Linked DNA regions of Mus musculus: region 1 is linked to region 2. Evidence: chromatin contacts called from public Hi-C data. All regions are on one chromosome and are shown on one strand. The core of a region is the stretch at or near the end of the contact, and the rest is flanking DNA. Distances in the headings are between cores, read along the strand shown. Region 1 overlaps Usp48 (ubiquitin specific peptidase 48). Region 2 holds the start of Usp48 (ubiquitin specific peptidase 48).

Evidence for each region. Hi-C and Micro-C count contacts between places; a contact is called where the count stands out from the background.
Region 1: a Hi-C map of bone marrow-derived macrophages shows a contact between it and region 2, with 2.4 times the contacts expected there. The contact joins the enhancer-like site here to the promoter of Usp48 in region 2. A contact is called at or near these places in 10 of 39 promoter capture datasets (the 3T3-L1 cell line, 3T3-L1-derived adipocytes, the HPC-7 cell line and 5 more), 1 of 15 datasets of contacts at CTCF or cohesin (CD8 T cells), 55 of 484 Hi-C or Micro-C datasets (CD4 T cells, CD8 T cells, CD8 central memory T cells and 33 more), 19 of 115 datasets of contacts at active chromatin or transcription factors (the 230-238 cell line, CD8 T cells, the HPC-7 cell line and 10 more) and 3 of 9 other capture datasets (adipose tissue, liver and pancreatic islet).

What each region holds. Positions count from the first base shown.
Region 1 is chr4:137,625,471-137,631,471 of GRCm38.p6, forward strand. It overlaps Usp48 (ubiquitin specific peptidase 48), which reads left to right. Exons shown (of 27, transcript NM_001355588.1): 15 at 2,704-2,775. Among named protein-coding and RNA genes, the nearest start is that of Usp48, 34 kb to the left of the region's middle. Within about 2 kb of position 4,066, at least 26 of the 459 cell types and tissues checked have an H3K27ac peak or open chromatin away from gene starts, as enhancers often do. A contact at or near this core is called in adipose tissue, bone marrow-derived macrophages, granulosa cells and 1 more, where this site is marked.
Region 2 is chr4:137,592,854-137,598,818 of GRCm38.p6, forward strand. It overlaps Usp48 (ubiquitin specific peptidase 48), which reads left to right and starts at 1,319. Exons shown (of 27, transcript NM_001355588.1): 1 at 1,319-1,663. The coding sequence starts at 1,530.

The DNA of each region.
Region 1 (6,001 bases), core at 2,816-5,315, 35 kb after region 2:
TCTCAGTGGCAAAGCTGCACTGTGGTCCCCTTCTCCCATGTCCCCACCAGTTTGGTGCAGCTGATGAGAAGCTGTGCTGTGCTCCGCTTGCTCATGGTCTATGTGGGCAACACTAGACCAGGGCCCTTTGCTCTTTATTTTCTGTAAAATTGCCCAGATAAAAGTTTATGTCCATGTGTGTTAAAAAAGCATTCATTCATTATGGGGGCAAAAATAATATCATGCTCAAGCTTTTAGTATTCTACTCACAGACTCGGCAGGGCCTGGGCGCTTCCCTTACAGCCTTAAGCTCTGGGCTCTTGCTAACCTAGCTAGCCACATGCAGAGTTCACATTTCTGTTCCAGCCTCAAGGGTGGGGATTCAATTCCAGAAGACTTTCATGCACTTGAGCCCCACAGTTTGACTCAGGAGACCAGCCATTCAGCAGTGTGATCTCTGCACCCTGCCCCAAGAAGGGCAGGATTTGGACAGCTTATTGCTTGTCCATTCTTTGACTAAGCCCTGCTTTTAGTCAGGAAATCATGTTATGCTAAATCTAGCAGTGAACAGATACCAAAGGAAATTAAGGCATTTAGAGTGACTTTTAGGTCTCAAATGGAGATTGTGGTTGTCTGTTACTAATTTTTTTCTTGATATTTTTATTTTATTTTAATTAGATATTTTCTTTATTTACATTTCAAATGCTATCCCTTTTCCTCGTTTCCCCTCCAAAAATCTCCTAAGTCCTCCCCTCTCCCCCTGCTCACCAACCCACGCACTCCCACTTCCTGACCCTTCATTCCCCTTCACAGGACCAAAGGGCCTCTCCTCCCATTGATGACCAACTAGGCCACCCTCTGCTACATATGTAGCTAGAGCCATGAGTCCCACCATGTGTTTTCTTTGATTGGTGGTTTAATCCCAGGGAGCTCTGGGGTTACGGGCTAGTTCATATTGTTGTTCCTCCTATGAGGCTGCAAACCCCTTCAGCTCCTTGGGTCCTTTCTCTAGCTCCTTCATGGGGACCTTGTGCTCTGTCCAATATCCATTGACTGTGAGCATCCACTTCTGTATTTGTCAGGCACTGTCTATTACTAATTTTGAGGTTAGTTGTACTCAGGAATGGTTAGTGACTTGTGAACAGTTATTTTTCCCCAGATTTTTGTTATTTTATGATACCGGGCTCAGAACCCAGGGCCTCCCACGAGCTAGGCAAGAGCACTGTCTCTGCACTGACAGTTCAGTGGACTTAGTGTCAACTACTCATATACATACATGTATGTTTATTTTTATTTTTTTATTATTTTAGTTTTTTAAGCTCTGTTGAAGTCATTTATTTTCTACACTAAACATTACCCTCCCCCTTTTACTTTTTTTTTTTTTTTAAACAGATTAAGGTCTCCTGTATCCTAGGCTGCTCCCAAAACTCTATAGCTGAGGATGGCCTTCACCTTCTGCCCTTCCTTCCTTCCTTCCTTCCTTCCTTCCTTCCTTCCTTCCTTCCTTCCTTCCTTCCTTCCTTCCTTCCTTCCTTCCTTCCTTCCTCTTCCCCACCCCACCTAGCTATATGTGTTAGTCCTGCTCAGAGGCAGGGTGTTGCACTTACAGTGTAGCACAGGTGAGTCTGGAGCTTGGCATCTTCCTGCCTTGCTCACTGCTGCAGTTACAAGTGCGCAGTGCACCTTCCTGAGCACACAGCCCAGGCTGTCATGAACTTACAGTCTTCCTGCCTCTACCTCCCATACACTGAGGTTATCGGTGTGTGCCTCCACACTTGGCAATAAATGCTTTGATGTAGCTTTAGTGTGTTAATATTGTCTCCTGTCTTAACCTGGAAAGCCCTTGAATAACTAGTCTAGTTTCCAAATGTTAAAGAGTTCTTCCTTTGATTCATTTCCAGGGTCTAGAATTACATATAGTGACAGTGCAGACAAGCAAAGACAAGCAGGTATTGACTGTAATGAGACTTCTTAAACATCAACGTGTGTCTCATGTAAGGTTTCTGTTCAGAGAGGGTGGTGAGACAAATGACAAATGACACACACGTGATACTTCTTAGAGCTCGTGGGATGTGTAAATAAATATTCACATTTAGAAAAAGCAAATTTTATTGGCTTATTATAATTTTATTTATTCATTCATTCATTTTGAGACGAGGTTTCTCTGTGCCCTGGTTGTCCTAGAACTCTGCTTTATAGATCAAGCTGGCCTTGAACTCCTGGGTGAGATCCAACTGCCTCTGCTTACTGAGTGCTGGTATTAAAGGGGCATGTCACCACTCTTCTCTTCTCTCCTCTCCCTCTCCCTCTCCCTCTCCCTCTCCCTCTCCCTCTCCCTCTCCTCTTCTCTATTGACATTCAGGGTTTCTGTGTGTAGCCCCGGGTGTCTTGGAACTCATTGTAGACCAGGTTGGCCTCAACTCTTTTCTTTTTTCAGTAAAGTCACAGGACAGTTCCTCCCCCTAAAGTTCTGATCTTTCTTTGTTCATTGTCCCCAGTGTTGGGATCACAGCAGGCTTCTTTCATAACTCTTCAAAATCATTAGCTGTCATTGATTGAGGTTTTCCCTTCTAAGGGAAGGAAAAGCAGCCCTCCCTTCCCCGCACAGCTGTGCAGGCCGCCGCCGTGGGGTCTGATTTTAGAGTGATCTCAAGTTTCCTTTAAGCTGCTTTGACCTGTGAACCACACCAGCCAGACCAGTAACTCTCTGTTCCTTTTGATTAGATGAATCAAAGGAAGAAAAGAAAGAAGAGGAGGAGGAATTAAATTTTAATGAAGACATTCTGTGTCCTCATGGTAAGCCCGAAGCTTGAGTCTGTTGTCAGTTTTGCATCAGCTCGACAGGTCTTGTTCTACACGTCCACTGAGGTTGTAACCCTAATGGTTTGTTTAGATTTTTAAGTTAGAGTTTTGTCATATATATAGTCCTGTACCTCCCACGTGCTGGGGTCACAGGTATGGGTCAGAACACCTTCCTGAAAGTTCTTTATCGAATATTTGGGAACTTAACAATAGCTCTCACAATGCCAGTCTGAAGTCCAAATGCATTTTTCTGTTAGGTAGGTTTTACCCCACTGTTGTAGGAGTCAGTGTGGGTCGTGGGAAGTGTCGCTGCTCAGTGCTGTCTCTGTTCACTACAGAGCCTGAGCTCTGGAAGTTAAGCACACTTGTGGGGGCTTAGGGCTGCTGTTGCTTTCCTTTCCTTCTTTGGGAAGTACAGAGCTGGTTTCACTGCTGAACTGCGTGCAGGAAGAGGGCTCAGCAAACCTGCGTTCAGTGTAGAACTTACTTCAGCCATTTCTGTTCTATCTTGTGTCCCCATCCTCAGGGCAGAGGATGAGTCGTGTCAGCCTTGTGGCTTAGGTTTTATGTGTGTGGTTAGAAGGGACGTTGATTATAGGACAGAGGCTGACAATTAACCATCTGGTAGATTAAGGGTGATATGTCCTTTTCTGCTCGTTCATGGCTCATTCTTTGTAGTCTAAGCTTACACCGAACTTGGGGAGCATCTATGTCAGTTTTTACAGAGCTGGATTCAGGTGTGTGATGTGTCTGAAGGGCTTGCAGGGGAACCTCTTTTGCTGGGTGTGGTGGAGCAACCCTCTAATCCCAGCACTCAGGTGGCAGTCAGCTGAATGGTGATCTCTATTAGATGCAGACCATCCTGGTCTACACAGAGATTCCTAAACTAACCAAGGCAGTACCATAGGTTGTCAAATCAAATCTTTTTTGAAACTGAGCTCTGGCTCAGTTTCAAGCTTAAATTAATCCCCTTGCCTCAGTCTTCTAAGTGTACAACGCTGGTTAAGATTGAGTTTTTGAATCTCATTTTAACCTCTATGTCCTTTGCCATGCCTGTAGCATAGTAGATCTGTTTTTAGAAAATCTTTTCAACACACATCTCTGTATGAGTGAGTGTGTATGAGCACAGGTGTCTGCCGAGGCCAGAGGCATTGCAGCCCTTGGAACTGGCTAGGCTGGAAATCAAGCTCCAGTCCTCTGCAGAAATAGTATGTTCTTAAGCTTCCGGTAAGGGGCATGATTCCATGCAGGGCTTAGGTCGTCTTCCCCTTCAGCTTTTACATGATTCACAGGGGTTGGACTCCGGTTTGGCAGGCTTCCATGTATGGCGGGCGTCTTTTCTGCCGAGCTGTCTTGCCTGTCTCTTTGGTTCCTTCTTAAGAGACTTTTGCCAACTTAGAGTAATTTTTCTTGTGTGGTGTACATGTATATGTGGGTATACTTCTGTGTGTGATATGTCTATAAATGAATGCACATGTAGTAGGAACCAGAGGACAACCATGGGCATCTTTCACTTTTATTAAAAGTGGCTGCTGGAGAGATGGCTCTGCAGTTAAGAGCACTTGCTTTTGCAGAGAGATACAGGCTTGGTTCCAGTCACTCACATGGTTGCTGGAAATGCTTTAGAACTCTCTGTGACTCCAGTTCTAAAGGTCCCAGTGATCACTTCTTGCTTTCATGGGCAACAACCACACATGCGTTGCACAAATATACATGCGGGCAAAACACCATGCACATAAAATAAAAGTCGGTCTTAAAATAGAGATGCTTGGGCTGGCGAGATGGCTTAGCAGGTAAGAGCACTGACTGCTCTTCCTAAGGTCCTGAGTTCAAATCCCAGCAACCACATGGTGGCTCACAACCACCTGTAATGGGATCTGATCCCCTCTTCTGTGCATCTGAAGTCAGCTACAGTGTACTTATGTACAATAATAAATAAATCTTTTTTTTTTAATAGAGATGCTTTCTCTTTTTTTAAAAGTCTTTACTGTTGTGCTAGGCTGTCTGGCTAGCTAGTTCAAGCAGATCTCTGCGTCCCCTGTGCTGTGGTTGCAGTGTGTGACATCACTCCCAGGCTCTGTTTTACATAGGCTCTGGGAACAGCTTAGTCAGCAAATCCTTGATGAAGTGAGCTATTTCCCTGATGACCCCCTCGAAGCTTTAAGTGTTTTGTAGATGCCAGTTCTTCTTTGTAGTCTTCATATAGAGTATTCAGGTCAGTCATGGCTACATGATTGAGACAAAGAAGAGGAACAAATGATATTGATTGACCACTGAGAAAAATTGAGTTTTAAAGGGTCCATTTTGGTGGCTGGAACTTGAGCTCGGTGGGGGAGGAGCACCTCGAGGTTGTGGTGTGTGCTGCTGAGCTGGCAGTGGTGCTAACTCTATTGGAAGGGTTGACTAGAATTATCCTTTCTGATTTTTATCAAGTGCTGTGTTTTGTGTTTAATGTGTATGGGTGTTTTGCCTGGATGTGCACTACATGTGAGCATCATTGTTTATGCTAGAAGGGAACCTTGGATCTTCTGGAATTCATTACAGATAGTTGTGAGATGCTTTGTGAGTGGTGGAAACTGAACCTGGGTCATTTGCAAGAGCAACAAGGGCTCTTATCCACTGAACTAGCTCTAGCCCCATTGAATCATTCTTATCTTTTTTAAAAAAATTTATGTACTTATTTCATATATATGGGTACACTGTAGCTGTTTTCAGACACACCAGAAGAGGGCATCAGATCCCATTACAGATGGTTGGGAGCCACCATGTGGTTGCTGGGAATTGAACTCAGGACCTCTGGAAGAGCAGTCAGTGCTCTTAACCTCTGAGCCATCTCTCTAGCCCCTGGACTGTATCTCCAATTTTTTCTTAATTTTGGGGTGAGGGGGTGCTATCCTAATGTAAAAACAATAATTAAGGAAGTGGTTCTCTCCTGCCTCTTTACATAGTTCCCTGGGACTTAATTTTTTAAATTTTTTTTCCTTTGGTTTTTTTTTTTTTTTTTTTTAAGACAGGGTTTCTCTGTGTAGCCCTGGCTGTCCTGGAACTCACTTTGTAGATCAGGCTGGCCTCAAACTTAGAAATCCACCTGCCTCTGCCTCTCAAGTCCTGGGATTAAAGGGGTGAGCCACCACCGCCCAGCCCCTGGGACTGAATTTAAAGGTCAGTCTATCGCAGCACATGCCTAGTCCGCTGAGCCATTTCCTCAGCCCAGTAAATG
Region 2 (5,965 bases), core at 69-2,568:
GCCCCACAAAACAAACAAACAACAAAAAAAGAAACTCACTAAATTTGCAAGGCTCTACCCTTCACCACCAGAGTACTGGGATTAAAGGTGGGCCCCACAACAGTGTTCAACTGTTAACCAGTGGTATAGGAATTCAGTGTTTATTTGTTTGACTTTTTTTTTTTTTCCTTCCAGGAGACGAGGTTTCTCTGTGTGGCCCTGGCTGTCCTGGAACTCACTCTGTAGACAAGGTTGGCCCACTAACTCAGAGATCTACCTGTCTCTGCCTCCTGAGATTAAAAGTGTGTGCCACCACCAACCAACTGGTGTAGGAATTCTTTAAGAAAGGAGGTGTATGTGTGTGTGTCCTGACTTAGAAGATTTTTGTGTTTTTTATTTTCAGCCTAAATTCAACCAAAGGACCAAATCTTGCTTCAGTAAATCTTGACTTCAGTTCAAGGTTACTTGGGGGCTGGTGGGGTGGGTTGAGGAGTAGATAAGGGAGGAATTAGTCCTTGAATTCCCACAGGGCTTTTACATATTTAAAGTCCTGGAATTTTCTCTCTTTAGCTGTAATAGCTCTTTTCTGTTACAAAACGCTGTGATTCAGTTTAGCCTTTTTTAGGTCTAAGGGGAAGTAGTTGCAAAAAGGAAATAATATCACAGCAGGGAGCTAGGGTGTACACTCCATAACGAATTAAGACGTCAAAGTGTTGACCCTCTGGTCAACAGCCTACAGCAAAGAACACGTCCCAGACCTGTGTATGCTTCTAAACAACCTGCAACTCAAAGACTGAGCCTATCACTTCGAAGACTACAAACCCCAGGATGCCTCGCGCTCCGCGAGTGGCAGAGCGCATTGCACGCTGGGATATGTAGTCCCGTTGTAGCATCCGCAAACCACATAACGCCTCGTGACGTCAGAAAGCACGGGCAAGGAGCCGGAACTCGCCCAGGCTCAAGTGAAATCCTCGATCCGACTGTGGCGTTCCGGCTGCCTCGGTTTCTGCTATTATCAGGTCCCACTCACAGTCCCGGTGGCCCTATGGTGTGCGTTGAGTACTCTATGGTGTAACTTTGTCACAGTAACAGGGGAAGTGTGGAAAGCAAGGGCAAGCTCTCGCTCGTCGGAGTAGACGACGGAGGCTGAAGCGTAGCTAGCTGCCTTCACCATGGCGGAAAAAAGACGTGGCGAGTCGCCTTTGGGCAGACGCTTGGCTTTCTTCCGCCAGTCGGATTACATGGGCTTTCGGCGCAGGGACTCCTGGGAGCACGCATGCGCAGACTGCGGCAGGGCGTACGCCTCCAACGTCCGCAGGCGCGGGGTCTGTCGGGTATCGGCGGCGGCGGCGGCGCTTTGCGGCTGGTCGTGCGAGCTGGGCGCGGGCGGGCGGGCGCGGCGGCCGTGGCGCGCGCAGGTGATTGACTGCTCTCCTGTCTGAGGGCAGCGCTGGGTTCTTTCGGCTGGCAGGGGCCCGTGCCCATTCGGGCGGAGACGGAGGCGGCGCCGGAGGCCACCGGGCTCGGCGAGTGCTACCTCGGTCAAGGCTATGGCTCCGCGGCTGCAGCTGGAGAAGGCGGCCTGGCGCTGGGCGGAGACGGTGCGGCCCGAGGAGGTGTCGCAGGAGCACATCGAGACCGCCTACCGCATCTGGCTGGAGCCTTGTATCCGAGGCGTGTGCAGGTGAGGTCCTCGCGTGGCCGAGGCGGGATCGGGGGACGGGGGACCGGGAACCAGGGCGATGCACGGTGTTACTGCATCTCCTTTCAGTTTGCACGACCCGGGAGCTACGCAGCCCCCGAAGTGATGCGGCTGCTGGGCTCGCATCCTGAAGATGGCGGTGGAGATAGTTGGAGATAGGGCTTAGTAAGTAACGCTGGAGTGTTGTTTGATCTTGGGCATAGCTGTGCGCTTTTCGCTTGTAAAAGGGGAACTTGCCGACAGCGAACTTCGTCGACATTGTATCTCCTGTCATTGCACGCTGAGAAGGCCTGATCACCTAAGTATCACTTGCAGAGAGCAGGTTTAGAAAACCCTTTGGTTAACCTACGTCATCGGTCCCCCGCTCTCATTGGCTGGCTCTCTTTGACCTATAGGTGTTTTCTTTTGGTCACCCTAACTCCACACCACTTTGCAGAGTAAAGTGTTTTTAGCTGTTTAAATTCTGCTCCCCCTTCGTGGCCCTTGGTTCTGATCTTTTTTTGCGTAGAGTGGTTTTCTTATCCCCACCTCGTAGCCTGCACCGGCCTGTGTTCAATCGAATTGATAAACCGAGGCATGCTCCATAGCTCCGTGTCATCGGGCGTGTAGGGAAAAGTGGAAGACGTGGAAGCCTTGGTTCCTGGCTTCAGAGCTGTGCCTCATTTGAGATATAATGTAAGTTAGGAAGTTTTCAAAAGTAAAGCGGGTGCATCTTTCTAAACTCTAGGTGTCTGCTCACAAGGACATTAAGACTCCTCGAAGTTCTGGAACGGCATCAATTTGTATAGTGTGGAATTGAAACAGCTTTACCGAGGCACTCATTTGAAGTGTATAGTTACAGTGCTGGTGGTTTAGCTTGAGAGTAGAGTGGTGGTTTTATGCTTGAGTCCCTTGGTTCAATTACCCGCACAGGGGATATAAAAGACAGAGTTAAGTCTGGGGCTGGAAAGATGGCTAATTAGTAAAGAGGGCTCAGGCTTCTCTTCAAAGGATCACAGTACCATTTGTTCTGAGAACCCACACCAGGTGCTTGATAACCACCTGTAACTCCAGCTCCAGAGCATGTGCAAAGCCTTCTTCCAGACACAGTGGGCACCTGAGCATTAGTGCACACACACACACACACACACACACACACACACACAAATGATCTGTTTTGATACTGTACAATTGCCAATATCCTTTTTTCTTTCTTTCTTTTTCAATTTTTTTCAATTTGTTTTTGTAGAGCTGGGGACTCTGGTGTTTTGTATGTTTGAGGATTTAGCCCGTGTTTACCTGGGACTTACAGTCCTTCGAGCTAGTAGGTGCTCAAACATGAGAGTCATGGGACCATAGACATGTGCCATTCATTGTTCTGTTGGTGCTGCAGCTCTAACCCAGAGCCCTGTGCAAACCCTACGGGTGTTGTATGAGCTACACTCCCAGCCTGTTCTAGTGGGTATGAAGTAGTATTTGGCGTCTGTGTGTTTATTGCCTCCTACTCTGAATAGATCCAGAATCCTGTAGATGATAGAGGCCAGTATTCTAGTACACAGATACCCTCTCAGTCCCCTTTTCTTGTTGGTTTGCATTTATCTAGTAACTGAGTTGAGAATCTTTTCGGGTTCACATTAGCCATTGTTTTTTCTTTTCTCTCTTTCTATTTTCTTTGTTGGAGACAGGGTTTCTCTGTATAACAGTTCTGGAACCTACTCTGTAGACTAGGTTGACCTCAAACTCATAGAGAAATGCCTGCCTCTGTCTCTTAAGCTGTGGGATGAATTGCATGCATATATCTGTCATAGTTCATGTAACTTTATCCATCTATCCACCCATCCATTTTGTTTTTTGAGACAGGGTTTCTCTCTGTAGCCCTGGCTGACTCTGTAGACCAGGCTAGCTTTAACTCACCTGCCTTTGGCTCCCAAGTGCTGTGATTAAAAACTTCAGCCCCCCCCCCCCCCACTGTAGTCTCTCTGTCTTTTGAATGCTTGGATTAAAGGCAGTTGCCGCCGCCACGCACAGCACCATCTTTCAGTTGATGGACTGTAGATTGTAGATTGTTTCTTTTTGCTTCTTATAAATTGCTCTCATGAACACATGTGTGTTGGGAAGGGAATTGTTGGGTCATGTGGCAATTGTCTTTAACAGTTTGAGCAGTATTTTTTTCCCTTAACATGTTTCACAGGCAGTATAGGAAGATTGTAATTTTAATTTATTACATTTTTAAATTTGTCTGTTTTATTGTGGTTTTGATTACATTTCCCTTTCCCTGATGTTAACTGTGGAATATCCTCCTCTTCCTTTTTTTTTTTTTTGTTTTTTGTTTTTTTTTTTGGTTTGGTTTGAGACAGGATTTCTCCGTATAACAAACCCTGGTAGTCTTGGACTCTAGATAGGCTGTCTTCAAACTCAGAGATCTGCTTGCCTCTGCCTCCTGAGTGCTGACAGTAAAGGTGTGCGCCACAATGCCTGGCTTGTTCATATATTTTCCTTAGAGAAATTATTTTTAGGGTTTTGTTTTGGAGACAGGGCTTCATAGAGCTAATGTTAGTCTCTGTGGCCAACAATGACCCTGAGTGTCTGTTCCTCCTGCCTCCTTCCTGAGTCTATATTGTGTCTGCTAAGTGCTGGGGTTAGTACCCAGGGGCTGCTGTATACTAGACACCCTCAAACCCACCCCACTCTCTCCCTCTTTTGGGGGGGGTATGGTGGAGGAGGGAAGAGAGGGCCTCATTACCTAGACCAGGTGGATCTGCCTGCCTCTGCCTCCCTTGGGAGCATGCCACCACACCCTGCCTCCAGGACTGTTTGCATTTCTGAAACTGTTTTGAAAAGCAGGGTTAAGAGCTATGGAGCTAAATATTCCAGATTCCTGGGTGTGCCTGGCTGGGTGGGTAGGTAAAGGTCAGTACTTGGAATTTTCACTCCTACCTGGTGGGCTCGATGCGTCCTGCTGGCCTCTTTTGTGTGGGTTTTTAGACCTTGGCTTAAACTGTCCTTGCATTTAGAGTGATTCTCCCTTTGCCTCTCCAGCAGGCCGCCTTACAGCCCACTTTTGGTATGAACTTCTCTTCTCACTATGTATGCATCATCCCTGGTCGGCCTGGAACTTGATGTGTAGACCAGGCTAGCCTTGAATTCAGAGATCCACCTGCCTCTCCAGTGTTAGGATTAAAGACCAGCACCACTGGACCACGTCATTATTAGTCTAGGAACTTTTGTGCTGCAAAGCCAGTGTAGACTTTCCTTCTTCCAGACTGCTGAGGGACACATGTGAAAGTGTCCCTAACCCTAGGCCACAGCCTGTTGTTGGGAGTTTTAGTTTTTGTGTTCTGAGACACAGTCTCCTTGTGCAGCCCACATTGACCTTGAGATTCTTGTGCCTCAGCCTTTTCTAAATTAACAAATGAATTAATTTGTGAGACAAAATGTAGGATTTTTTTGTTTGTTTGCTTTTGTTGTTTTGGGCTTTTTGAGACAGGGTTTCTCTGTGTGGTCTTGGCTGCCCTTGAACTTGCTCGGTAGATTAGGCTGCCCTGGAACTCACAGAAATCTGTCTGTTTAAATTCTTTGCCTCCTTTGCCTCCCCATGCTGGAATTAAAGTCCTGTGCCACTACCACCAGTTATATTCTTTAAAAGAAAGTTAGGGAAAATAGGTGGTGGGGTGAAGGTCCTGGAGAGATGGCTCAGTGGTTAAGAGAGCACTAGCTGCCTTTCCAAAGGACTTGGGTTCGAGTCCCAGCACCCACATGGCAACTCTTAACTGCCTGTATCTCCAGTTCCAGGGGACCTGATACCCTCACACAGTGCATGCAGGCAAAGTACAAATGTACACGAGATAAAGTTAGGCTGGCTCTTGATAGAGTGTTGTATGCAGGAGGAAGCCCTGTGTTTTGTCCCTGCTGCATAAACAGGACATACATTGTAAGACTCCAGGGAGCCCCAGAGTGAGCCATGTTTGGAGCTGGGATCAAAGCAAAAAACAAGAGGAATTTATTGTTCCAGTGCACAGGCCTTGTCCCAGACCCAAAGGAGAGGCAGTGGCCCCCCTGGCACCTGTTCTTCATGTTTTTATATGGTTTCCAGGAGCAGAATAGAGCATCAGTAACTAGACACAATATGATTGGCGGAACAGTGCACCCTTTAAATGGATTGGTCTTTAGGGAATAAGGTGACAAGGACTTCAGGTCAGTTCTCTCCCTGTGGTCTGAGGAATGTTAATCAGCCCCTCCCTTCTGGAGGGGCTTGTGTTCCTTGACCTTCCCAAAGTTCCCGAGCTGACCTGTTCAATATCTTTA